Linked DNA regions of Sus scrofa: region 2 is linked to region 1. The links are chromatin contacts, called in public HiChIP or PLAC-seq maps. All regions are on one chromosome and are shown on one strand. The core of a region is the stretch at or near the end of the contact, and the rest is flanking DNA. Distances in the headings are between cores, read along the strand shown.

Region 1 (6,402 bases), core at 650-3,149:
GTTCAGGGCTTATTTGCATTCCACTGCAGATTGCAGAAAAAAGGAAGGGATCCCTGTCTGCATGACCTTTTCCTGTGATATGCTTCCATCAGGCAGCCTTGCTCCTCCATGCAAAGGGCAGCCAGAGGGTAAGAGCAGAGAAACCCCACAGGAACCATAAGCAAGGAGGCTGGGCCCCAGGGCGCTGACAGTTCTTCCTCGTTCCTTCCTTCTGGGCACCAGAAGGGCATTTACTCAGAGGAAGGAGGAAGGGGTGACTGACCACATTCAGGGCACCCCCCGGGGCTACCAGCTCCATAAGAATTCTGGGTAATGCTTACCTGTAACTTACAAACATGAGCTCGTTTGCTCACTCATTCATAAATATCTCCTGAGCACATAGCTGGGATCCAGGCTCCGAGCTGAGTATGAAGATGTAAAGCTGAGTTTCTTGCTTCTTGTGTGGTACCGCAGTGAAAGGAGCTGACTTTGAAGTTCGCCCTTTCTGGGTTCACAAATTGACTCCACCGTGAGTTGCTCTGTGACCGTCAGTAAGTGACTTAGCATCTCTGATGTTCAGCTTCTTCCCTGTAAAATGTGAATGAGAACAACCTATCTTAGGTTGACCATTTAGTTAGTATCTTAAATAAGATAAAAGCGCTTATCACTGGGTAAGCACTTGATAATAAGGGTTAGCTCTTAATAGGTTGTTTGGAGGGGATTGTTGGGGACCAATCCTTCTAGTGCCCCCAGGAGCTGTCCTGTTCAGCTGCTTCTGAGGTCTCTGCGTGGCCAGAGAGCTGCACATGTGTTGTCTGTGTGCCTGCAGGTGGCAGCCTGCTTGGACACCACGGAGGAGATGACGCTAGTTGACATCAGCCTTTGGCTGCATTCAGCCCCAGGAGTCAGAGGAATTCCAGAGTCAGTCCCCTTCCTTTCTCTATGTGAACACTTTTTTTTTTTTTTTTTTTGATACAAAGTCATCCTGAATGTCACTTGCATCAGCCCCAAGCTGAAGCTGAAGTTCTCTCAAGATGGGGAAAGGATCCCAAGACCCTTGTATCTGGTGCCACCCGGTATATGACCAGCACCAAGCTCCACCGGCCCTAATGTCCTGTGGTCAAACTCGTGAGCATGTTGGAGGCGACAGGGATCTTGGGCAAATCACCCATTGTCAGGGCCTCAGGTTCTCCATCCATAAATGAGACAGAAGGAAACTACTTTGACTACAGCAGGCAGTTACCGTTACTTAGAAACTCTCACCTCCTACTGCAGCAGGTCACAGTCTGTTCCAAGAGGATCCATTCCCCCCCCACCCCCCACCCCAGTATCTCCCATCAGACTGTGAGCTTCTTGATCCAGTTTCAGCAGAAGCACAACAGGAACAAAATAACAGAAGACAAACTTCTGTCGTTTAGAGATTTTTTTTTTTTTAGCTAGACTTGTATGGTTTAGTAACATTCCATTATACTATTTTGACAAATAAGATTTGGAAACACACTCTCAGTTGGATTTGGGGAGTGGGAGAAAAGAGAGGCCACAGACTCCAGCTGGCTGCCCCCACGGCTCTCCCTCATCAGTCCCAGGCAGGGGTCAAGGACTTCCCAGGGTTAGCTTCGTGCCCTTCTCCTTTCTCCCTGCATCTGGCCCTCAGTCATCCTTCTGCCATCAGATTCTGCACTCAGGGAAGCACCCAGCCAGCACTTTGGCACAGAAGCGCCAGTGACTAAGGAATGCTTCCTTTTCCAGATGAATTTGCATATTTTAATTGAGGGCAGATGCCTTGAGTTAATTCAATGCAGCAAACTTGGGTTGAGCATTTATTATGCTCAGAGGAATAAGATTCGGAGAGCTCAGTGGGGTGGGTGGGGGCAGCTTTAAGAGGGAGGTGACATTTGAGTTCCCTATGGATTTTATAGGGGTGGCTCAGGGAGCAGCTAGACCCTGTCCAAGTCATATCAGGCTTGCTGAGAAGTGCAGGGACTCAGCAACCTGGAGAATGGCACATAGGGAAGGGAACTCTGGGAAGGGGCTGGAGTTCCTGTAAATTGTGCCAGAATGTGTGAACTTCACAAGAAGGCAATAAAGGTCTCCTGATGAGTTTTGAAAGGGGTTGGCATGGTCACACCTGTGTCTCGGAGAATGCAACTCTGCTGGCAGCACCAGAAGAAACTTGGAAAGGGCAGGGCTTGGCGACCAGGCGACCAGTTGGCCCAAGGAGTGCATTTCTAATTGTGGACTCTTAGATTCCAGCAAGCTATTAGGGGAGTTACAAGTGAGTGGTGAGATCCAGAGCCACAGCCCCGAGGCAGTTTCTGACAAGCCAGGCCACTCTCTCAGGCTCCTGCTCATGTGGCATGCCCATGGTTTGGAGCGTGGCCACTGACTGGTATTCTCTTTGCTGTCCCTTTGCCAGAGGCTCATTAAGGCTTTCCTTGGAAATGGGTGTGCCTGGAAGCCATTGGCTCCCATCCAACCCGTGTCCCACCCCAGGCAGCCCTGGGAGGGTGCCTAGGTCAGAGCCTCCCTGCCAGCCTCCTGCAGGTCGTTTTCCTTAAGTCAGGAGCTGCGGCTCTATAACTGGGCCAGCCCTTTGGAGTCTCAGCATTTCTCAAGGTGGGAGTTGGTGAGAAGAAAACACCAGAACAGGAAATGTTAGCTCAGCCTATGCTATCAGATCACCCAAAAAGGACAACAAAAAAAACGGGAAGCTAAAAATAGCCCCTGAGGGCTAGTTCAGGTTCTGCTTTTAAGTACTGAGCACCAAGCTGAAGGGCAGTTTAACCATTTGGGAACCTCGAGGGCTGTGATGTTTCACTGAGGCCTGTTTTGAGGTTTGACAACTGGGAACGTGGACCTCAGCAAAGAGGGGGTATTTTGCTGATGGGACAGATACTGATCAGCACCCCCTCATGTGTGTAGTCCGTTAAATTCATTTCAGTCCAAACCCTAGAAGGGTGGGGTCCTTGTCATAAGGGGATAGTGGAGCCACGACTGCGTCAAGGGCAGGCCAGGGTTCAAATCCTAGCTCTGCTGCCCATCCACTGGATGACTTTGGACCATTGTTTTAATTTCTGGGAACCTCTCTTTTCCTGTCTGCAAAATGGGGACAGTAAAAGTCATTGCACAGGATTATTGTGAAGACTCAATGAAATCATATGATTCCATGAGTTGGGGGCTCTGCCTAGACTTGTTCCTTTAAGTAGTATATATATTTTTTTTAAATCAGCCAGCCAGACGTTGTTCTAAGTTTTTGCATTTCCCATAGATTACCTTGTTTAACCCTTAGGGCAATTTTATGGAGTAAGTACTAAATTTAATTTCATTGGGTTTTGTAAATTTTATCAGGGAAATGGGTGAGTCTTAGGGATGTGTTTACTCTGAGCTTACTGGTGCTCAGGGGCAAGTTGACCTCTTCATCAGGCTGACCTTGCAGCTGTTCAAGCTGTGGGTCCTGCCTTGGGCAGTCTCCTAACCCACTGGGCCTTCAGGCACTGATCCCCATGGATGAGCCCCACCTTATGCAAAACTCTGCTTTGGAGTCTCTGACATCCCCCACCTGCCACACCCCCCCCCCCAACCTTCACCAGAGCTTAAAAGTCAGTTGGATGAATTGGAGTCCCAATTCCAGTTTTTCCGGCAAAGGAGAAAAAGGGAGTTAGCTGGATCATTCAGCTGAGTTGCCGTAAATATGTGGCCAGCCTTTCCCATGTAGCCCCTGCTTCCTGTGGTAATTAAGGAAGGTCTGTGTGCTCAAACTCCTTTATAGCTCTTTTTAAAAACCTCGTTATGTCTTTCTTTTATTTTATCCAACAGTGTTATTGAGGTATAATTTATATCCCGTAAAATTTACTCGGTTTACGTGCAGGGTTTACAAAGTTGTCCAACCATCACCACAATCTAATATTAAAACATTTACAACCTCCCTGCTATTTCTGTTTAAAAGCAGATAAAAAGTTATGGGCTGGTCCTGTTGCACCCGTGACTGGAAAGTTTAACATGAAGAAGCTCCGCCTTAGAAGGCTAGAAGCTTCCCCAGCCTCTTAGGGAAGAGTAGTAAGAAGGCAGCTTAGAAGGGGTGCCAGGCTGCTGGTTCCAGCATCATATTAGGAAATGCCATGGAGTCCTAGCAAGCATGGACCCTGTGGGGACACTCACACCCTGTGTCTCATGGCTGCTCTTTTTGTAAAATAGAAAGGTTGGACTAGATTAGAGCCTTGAATTCGAAATTACATTCCAGGGAGCCTGGGGGTTCACCAAGGTGTCTCTGGAGCCAAGGAGGAGCCAGGAAGAGGGGGTCACCCACCTTCAATCAGAGCATCCTTTTGTTCATCTGGTTTAGATCAAAGAAAGGGTTTCACTGCAAAAAGAGAGAAAAGACAAGTTGGGCGGATGCTGAGCTGGAGTATCTTCAAGCTCCTTGAAACACTGTGGTTCTTGGATACTTCTGTCCAGGGAAAAGCCTGCCCAACCCCAGGCAAGGGTAATAGGTGTGGCAAGATGTGATGCCCCTGGGGTTAGCTGGGCAGGGCCTGGGGGGCCCTGAGCCTGGGGCTGGTCACTACAGGAGAGAGCAACCCTGTCCATTTCCCAGGAGCCGTACAGATGCTACTGTCTTCGTGCTTCGTGGGGCAATGGTGGGAGGGTACATTGTAGGGAAACACCTGTGGGGGATCAGGGTTGAGAAAAGGGAGCTTTTCCTTCCATATCAAGATTCCTTCCACAGGTGCTTCACCGTGGGAGAGCAGAGCAACCTAAGCCCTCAGTAAGGGGAGGCCACCCCTCCAGCCTCTGCATCACCCGCATCCCATCCTGTGGCTCTCGCAGAAAGGCTCTTCCATGCCAGCATTTCCACATCACACGTGAGCTCCTGAGCTGTCAAGTCTGACCCGCTGGAAGGCTTCTCTTCAGTGTCACTGCATGTTTTAGGAGCTCCAGCCTATTCATGTTTCAGATAATTGCTTGTGGAGGGTTTCTGAGGCCACCACAAGAAGACCCCACCAGGAGTTCCCATTGTGGCTCAGTGGAAATGAACCTAACTAGTATCTCTAAGGATGTGGGTTCGATTCCTGGCCTCACTCAGGGGGTTAAGGGTCTGGTGTTGCCAGGAGCTGTGGCATGGGTCATAGATGTGGCTCTGGCCTGGCATGGCTGTGGCTGTGGGAAGGCCAGCAGCTTTAACTCCGATTCCACCCCTAGCCTGAGAACAGCCATATGCCACAGGTATGGCCCTTTAAAAAAAAAAAAAAATAGAAGACGACCCCACCAGAGCCACACGTGTTCATGGGGGACTCTGTGATCCTAGGGATTCACTACCTGCCTGGGTGTCTGCCTCTTTCACCAAGAACTTAACCAGCAACTTGAGAACATGGTTATTGAGCATGGCAATAAATACATGCCCTGTTGAGTCAACTCAGCAAACATTTTTGGGAGAGCTTAAAAAAATGGTAGACATTATGCTAGCTGTGGGGAGAAAGGCGTGGTTAAAAGGATCCTCCTATTGGGATTCTCATCAGCTAGTGGGGGCCACTGCATCTGCCAGGCACCATGTATGCATCTTAATTTTTCTCTTTTTTTTTTTTCTTTGCTTTTTAGGGCTTCACCTGTGGCATATGGAGGTTCCCAGGCTAGGGGTCAAATTGGAGCAATAGCTGCCAGCCTACACCACAGCCACAGACAGCAGTGTGGGATCTAAGCCATGTCTGCAACCTACACTACAGCTCACAGCAACGCCAGATCCTTAACCCACTGATCAAGGCCAGGGATCTAACCCGCAATCTCATGGTTCCTAGTTGGATTCATTTCTGCTGCGCCACGACGAGAACTCCTCTTTCTCTTTTTCAGTCCTCCCTACCCACACCAAAGAGCTGTCAGGGTCATCTTCCCACAGTGTGGCTCTTCTTCCTGGAAACCTTTCTGTCCTCCCACAGCTGTTTGCTGGTGACCACAGCTGTGAGTCTGGCATTCTGGGTGTGCCATGATCCAGCCCAGATCTGCTTTTGCAGCCCTCTGCTCCAGACCAAATCTCATCCCCACCTCCCTCCACTTCCCATGTGGTTTCTGTAGCCTGGAATGGTGTCCCCTCACCTTCCTCCAGAGCACCTCAGGGCCACCTTCCATGTCCCAGGCCACATGTTCTGCACCCCTGATGAAGGAGTGAGGGAATTCTTACAGGATAGTAAGCTGATGGAGGATGTCATATGGTGACACTAGAACCCTTCCTCAGATACAAGGGACTTCTCACACGTTGGCAGTAGTAAAACCTACAAGCCTATCGTGGTTAAGGCATTATTAACCTGGTGTCACATGTCAACAACTGAATCATTAAATAAGAGTCATTAAGCATTGCAAGACTCCACGAGGACCACGTGCATCTTTTGGGACTGAAACCAGGATCAGTGCAGACTATTCTCCTTTGCAGCC
Region 2 (6,276 bases), core at 1,054-3,553, 290 kb before region 1:
GCTGACAAGCTTAAGGGAGTAGAGAGTCCCAAGTTTTACACAGAGCAAGTTATATCCAAGTGCATCCCATCCACTGAGTGCCATAGTTAGGAAGGCCTGTGGTCAACTAGGGAAGAGCCAGAGGGGAAAAACTACAATGGCTGTTGCCTCAAGAATCCACTTAATGTAAAGAACAGTTGGAGGAACAGAGGGTGAAAGGAACCCTCAGACATTGAGAATAGGAATTTAAATGGTACAACCACTTTGAAGAGCACTGTGGTGATGTGTACTAATCTAAAAACATGAATATTCTATAACTTGGCAATGCTACCCATCCACAGAGAAATTCTTACCCATGTGTCCAAGGAGCCAAGGAGGAGAATTTTATTATAGAATTGTGTATAATAGCAGGAATAAAAAGAACCAAAAAAAGAAAGAAAAAAATTTTAAAGCCTATATATTTATCAACAGGAGAATGGATTCCAAAAATACAGACTAGCCACAGAATGGAAAGTGAATAGAAGCTAAAATCAACAAACTAGAGATACATGTATTAAGGCAGACATATCTCAACACAAATTCTCAGTGCAAATTTTTTTAAAAGGCTATATACAATATGTCATTCTCCATGTAAACTTTAAAGTTATGCAAAAATAAATAATATAGTGTGTAAGTACACATGTGCATATAGCAAAATAGAAAAAATGTGCATGGTGATGATTCCACCAACTTCCAGGTGGCTATTTCAAGGGATAGGTAGGGAATGGCATTAGAGCTTTGTCTCAATTTTTTTTTTTTTAACTGGAAGCATATTTGGAAAAAATAGTACAATTTAACAAGTGTGGGTGGTGGATACATATTTTCAATTATTTCTATTATTACTGCCATTATAATTATTAATACACACCTCTGCGCTTGAAATATTTTGTAATATTGAAGCACGAAAGGCATTGCGAGCTGTCTTTACTGAAAGGGTTCAGGTTGAGGTTGCATGTCTTTTGGAGGCAATTCGTGCAACAGCCTAAGATTAAATTAAAGGATGGATCATTTCCAGCTAGAAGTCTGTCAGAGTCTATAGTCCTGGAGAACATCCTAGCACTTGGATAACTAGCTTGCATTTGTTTCGTGTCTGCTTTATTTCACCTGGTACACCAGGATCAATGCTAGAGCAGAATGCAAGGAAATTAATCCCCTTTGGAATGATAGTGAGCAGGGTCCCTTTCCACACTTTGAACCGGTGTGTGCTTCCTACACAATTTATGACCTAGTCAGTCCTTGTAACTTGACAATAGCATTACAAGGAAAACTTTCAAACCTTCCAGTTTTCAGAGTTCCAGCCAGAGGTTAAATAATGCTAGAGTGTGTCTCTATTCATGGTCCCTCTCACCTCCCTTCGTACTGAGAAAACAAGCCCACCATCCACTCTCTGCCCTTGTGCCCAGTATTTTCAAAACAGCTCTGGCCCACATATGCGGCCTCTTACCTCACCTTGTCGCTCTCCTGTGCCTCCCTCTGAACAGTGCCCACATGGCATGTGCTATCTTTGTATCCTTCTCCTGTTTAGAGCTTCAAATCCAATCTGTCAGACCTGAAAGTCCATGTACTTAACCATTCAGCTCAATGGCCTCATTCATCTTCCCACCCAACTCCCAGTCCTCAGCCCCCTATTCTCAGCAGGGGGCCAGTATGGGTTTGGTGCTCAATTGGTTTCTGTCTAATACAACTGTAATGGACTCAGCTGTTTATAGATACAAAAATTACATTCCTACAGCTTTCATCAAAGCCGGGAGAAATGAACAGGTCTTTTTATATGTATGAGATTTAAATATACTAATCTCATTTTTTCCTTAGTGACAGGATAATCATCTTTCTCATCAATTCATGCAGGCTCAGTAAAAACTGCAGACAAAATGCGAATGTAATTGTTGTTGACATGTAACCATCTTGTACTCACATCAATTAGGTTTAGGTACATTAGAAAAGATTAGGGAGAAAGAGCTTCCACTCCATTCCAAAATGTGCAGTCATTTATAAGGTGGCTCTCATCTGTTGCTGAGTCAAGGCTGTTCATGTACCATATCTCAATGTCCCTTTAAATATCACTCTCTTGCTCTTTGGGGAAAAGGGAATGATGTCATGATGTATACTTCTAATTATAACTGACCAGGCTCTTCCATACTCAGTTTTGTTCCCCACGGGTTTCACTATTTGCCAATATCTATTTAACTATAGCAGTAACAGGAAAAATTCCCAAGTCTAATCAGCTAGAAATTCTTTGGCTCTCTCCTACTTTAGTGGAATCATATTTTGCACTTGAGGTCATCTTTGTATCTGAGAGCGAAGCAAGACTGGGAGAAAATCAGTATTAAAAATAGAGCAAAGTTCCAGACTCTCATTCACTAGAGCTCATGGAAGATTCTGGCCTTTTATTATTCATGCTTAACATGGGCACCAACCCCCTGCCTGGAGAGTACGCCAAGGATCTTCACAGTGCCCTGGCTCTATCTTAACAACTGCCAGGGCTGGCATCTTTTGGAAGGTTTTGGTTTCCTTCTGCCCGTCACATCCAGACACCACAGTGGCAGGGTGAGTCCAGGAAAATGGGATATCCATTCACCCCATCTAGGCCTGCCTCCCACTCTGAAACCAAGTCACCAAATGCTCTTTTGTGCTCCTCTGATTCTTTCATTCCTATAAGAGATAGTGCCACTGCACTACCATGCAATGGGGTGTATTTTGCTCTGGGTATAAAAAGACAAAAGCCAGCTTTTGTGCTATGTGTCACAGGAGATGAGTTAGTGAGACAGACCTAGATTCTACCTCCTGAAGTTTACAATCCAGTAGAGAAGATAGAACACAAATTGGAACAGTTACACTATCACGTCACATGTGATAAGGACCATGTGGAGGAGCAAAGCAGAGGCTCTGCATAATAACAGGAGGGAGAGAACTTCTAGAAGCAGGAGAAAGCAGGAGGGGCACTAGGATGATCTGGTGAACTTTGCTGTAAGGAGAACAAGAAGGGGTGTGGGGTCTGGAGGTGTAGGCTGCAGGACTGACCTTCAGGTCTGGGGTGACCCCTGTCTACATGTCATGGGCCCCTTCTATTCCTCTCTAGCTGGTCCATTTCAGTCATGCAGGCAAACTCCTTGGTCATCCTTCATGGCTACCTCTGACCTCAAAAGGAAAGACTATACCCTAGTCTGCCTGTCTTTCCAGTGAAACATGCTCTCTCCTCCTGAAGTTTGCTGATGACCTCTCCACCATGAAGTGGTCCAAGGTCACCTTCCTCCTGTGACTTTGTTGTCGAATCCCCTTTCCCTCAAGCATGCAAGGCTATGTGGATACACTTAGATCTCTCTGGATCCAAGCACTCCTCCCATTAACAAATGGCCATACTCCTGAAAAAGAAGGGAGAGAGCCAGTCTGTTCTCCAAGTCATATTTGAAAAATACTAGAGATGCTTGGAGTTCCCGTCATGGCTCAGTGGTGAATGAATCCAACTAGGAACCATGAAGTTGCAGGTTCCATTTCTGGTCTTGCTCAGTGGGTTAAGGATCCAGCGTTGCCGTTGCCATGAGCTGTGGTGTAGGTTGCAGACACGGCTCAGATCCGGCATTGCTGTGGCTCTGGCGTAGGCGGGTGGCTACAGCTCCGATTCAACCCCTAGGCTGGGAACCTCCATATGCCACCGGAGGGGCCCAAGAAATGGCAAAAAGACAAAAAAAAAAAAAAAAAAAAAAAAACTTAGAGATGCTTATTATTACCCTGCAGGAAATCCTTGTTAAACAAAATGCTCATTTGGAATGCAAATAACCCCACCCTAAGTGTGAATTGTTTTCCTCTTTCTTATGCAAATGGACTCTTGGCTACATATTTTCGTGGAAGCTTGACTTAAAATTGTCCTACTCTCCAAACTATATGCGGACTTCAGAGTAGAAAAGTCATTTTTAAAACTCATTTTCTCAAAGGATCTTGCACAGTGGCACTCTGTGAGGCTTGACCACTGGCTTGGTTGGTTCTGTGGTGGTCTCATCTAGCACAGGAACAATCTGGGGCTGGGTAAATAGGTAAGGTTACTTTTTGGGGATGCTGTTCTCTGACTGTACATTAGGATGCTTTGTGTAAGTCAGCCCTTCTATGGGGGCAACTTTGTTCTGGTCTATTCTTCAAGACCTCTGCTTTACCCATTCTGGCTACCAGAATCCTAAAGGCCTGGTGTGTTGCATCCTTTAGCGGAAGTTTTTCTCCCCAGTAGGATGAAGCAGCTTAATAGCACAGAAAGAGAAATGACCCCCAAGTCAGGCAAACAGCTGAAAGAGCACATTTGGTAATTACGAGCTCTGTGGGCAAAATATTAAATGTAAACTCTTTTAAGGCTCTGTTTCTCTTATTATAAAAAGATAAACAGTAACTATTTCAGAAAGTTGTAAATATACGAGTCTGGGTCATAGAAGTCATTTAGTGAATGATAGCTGTATACAACCTTCCTTCTTTAGATTTCAATTTTTTAATTTAAATTTAATTTTTTAATATTTTATTGACAGAGTTGATTTACAATGTATTAGTTTCAGACATATAGCAAAATGCCTCAGTTATACATTAAATATACATATATTCTTTATACATATATAAAGAATATTTATGTTCTTTTTTCAGATTTTTTTTCCCTTATAGGTTATTAGAAAATATTGAGTTCCCTGGAGTAGGCCCTTGTTGTTTATCTATTTTATATATAGAAGTGCGTATATGTTAATCCTAAAATTCTAATGTCTACCACTCTGTCCCTTTCTCCTTTAGTAAACCATAAGTTTGTTTTCTCGTTTTCTTTTTTTTAAATTTTGTTGGAGTATAGTTGACTTACAATGTTGTGTTAGTTTCAGGTGTACAGCAAAATGAATGAGTTATATGTACCCATATATACACTCTTTTTCAAATCATTTTCCTATATTAGTTATTACAGTGTATTGAGTAGATTTCCCTGTCCTATACAGTAGGCCTTTGTATTATTTTTCTTTTTACAGTCACACCTGCAGCATATGGAAGTTCCTGGGCTAGGAGTCAAATTGGAGCTGCAGGCCTACCCTACAGCCATGGCAACAGGGGATCTGAGCTGCAATTGTAATATATGCTGCAGCTGTGGCAACAATGGATCCTTAACCCACTGAGTGAGGCCAGGGATCGAACCCATATCCTCACAGATACTGTGCTGTGTTCTTAACCTGCTGAGCCAAACAGATACTCCTGTTCTTTGTATTTTAATGATTTTTAAGAAAAACTGAACCCACGCTCTTTTTAAAAAACTATTACAAGTTTAAAAAATTACATTTGGTTTGCTAATGGGTTGACATGAGTTTAGCCACATCTTTATAAAATACGTTTTTGTACATATACTTATATATCCTAACACTAGGTACCTGAGGTTGCATATGTGTGTGTGTGCACATGCACATACAGGTACCACACCTCTAATTGCAGATGTGATGAGTATTCATTTCCAGCATTAATTTTCAGCCCCTCCTCACTAAGGAATTATCATTGCTGCACTGAATTAACATCACTGTGTCTTGTTATTGTAAACACACCTGCTGGTAAGAGTTTTCCCAGGGCTCCTTAGTTGCCAGTTCTTAAACTCAGGTACCCTCTGGGCTGGACTAGCAGCCCCAGTTCACCTGGTTGCCACGAGAAAGAAACAGGGCACTAACCTTTAACAGAACTAAGAAGCCTCTTTAGGATTTCTTCCAGCCTTCAAACAAGAGAAGGAATGCACGCACAGCTCTGTGCCTCTGGTGGGAAAAAGAAACATCTGCCACACCTGGGGGATAACACCCACACCCAACTCTTCTGATGTATGTGGTTAACTAGATTGTATCACTAATCAAGTTTCAGTGTAATTATCTGTGCATCTGTCTTTCTCCTGTGCAAAACTGTGAGGTTTTTTTTTTTGTGCATGTGAAGCGTGGAGCATTCATTTCAGTGTGTCCTGTGTCTCACCTGCCTTGCAGAGCTCCTGGTACATATTTGTTTAGGATGGATGGAGGGAAGGATGGATGAAAGGATGGATGGATGGATGGATGTAGGTGGCACATTTGTTGTTTTGGCTACCTATATCAGCCATAGTCCAAAATCATAGGAGAATTTTTTAAAAATAAGTGTTTACCCTATTTTTTAAAGACTTCCAAGTATTATCTTTTCCATGACCCAAGGCTGACAATAATGGCAGGTGGTTAGGCTTGCTGTACACATCCTTTTATATATCAGCTCATACCTCAAACTATGACATTCTGCCCACTCAAA

The links. HiChIP or PLAC-seq counts read pairs in DNA pulled down with a chosen protein or histone mark.
Region 2: a contact with region 1 is called in an H3K27ac HiChIP or PLAC-seq map of skeletal muscle, with 5 times the contacts expected there. The contact joins two enhancer-like sites. A contact is called at or near these places in 1 of 47 Hi-C or Micro-C datasets (skeletal muscle) and 1 of 2 datasets of contacts at active chromatin or transcription factors (skeletal muscle).

What each region holds. Positions count from the first base shown.
Region 1 is chr7:86,884,133-86,890,534 of Sscrofa11.1, reverse strand. The region is part of intron 2 of SLCO3A1 (solute carrier organic anion transporter family member 3A1); the gene reads left to right. Among named protein-coding and RNA genes, the nearest start is that of SLCO3A1, 220 kb to the left of the region's middle. Within about 2 kb of position 1,899, at least 33 of the 83 cell types and tissues checked have an H3K27ac peak or open chromatin away from gene starts, as enhancers often do. A contact at or near this core is called in skeletal muscle, where this site is marked.
Region 2 is chr7:87,176,103-87,182,378 of Sscrofa11.1, reverse strand. No RefSeq gene overlaps it. Among named protein-coding and RNA genes, the nearest start is that of SLCO3A1, 76 kb to the right of the region's middle. Within about 2 kb of position 2,303, at least 12 of the 83 cell types and tissues checked have an H3K27ac peak or open chromatin away from gene starts, as enhancers often do. A contact at or near this core is called in skeletal muscle, where this site is marked.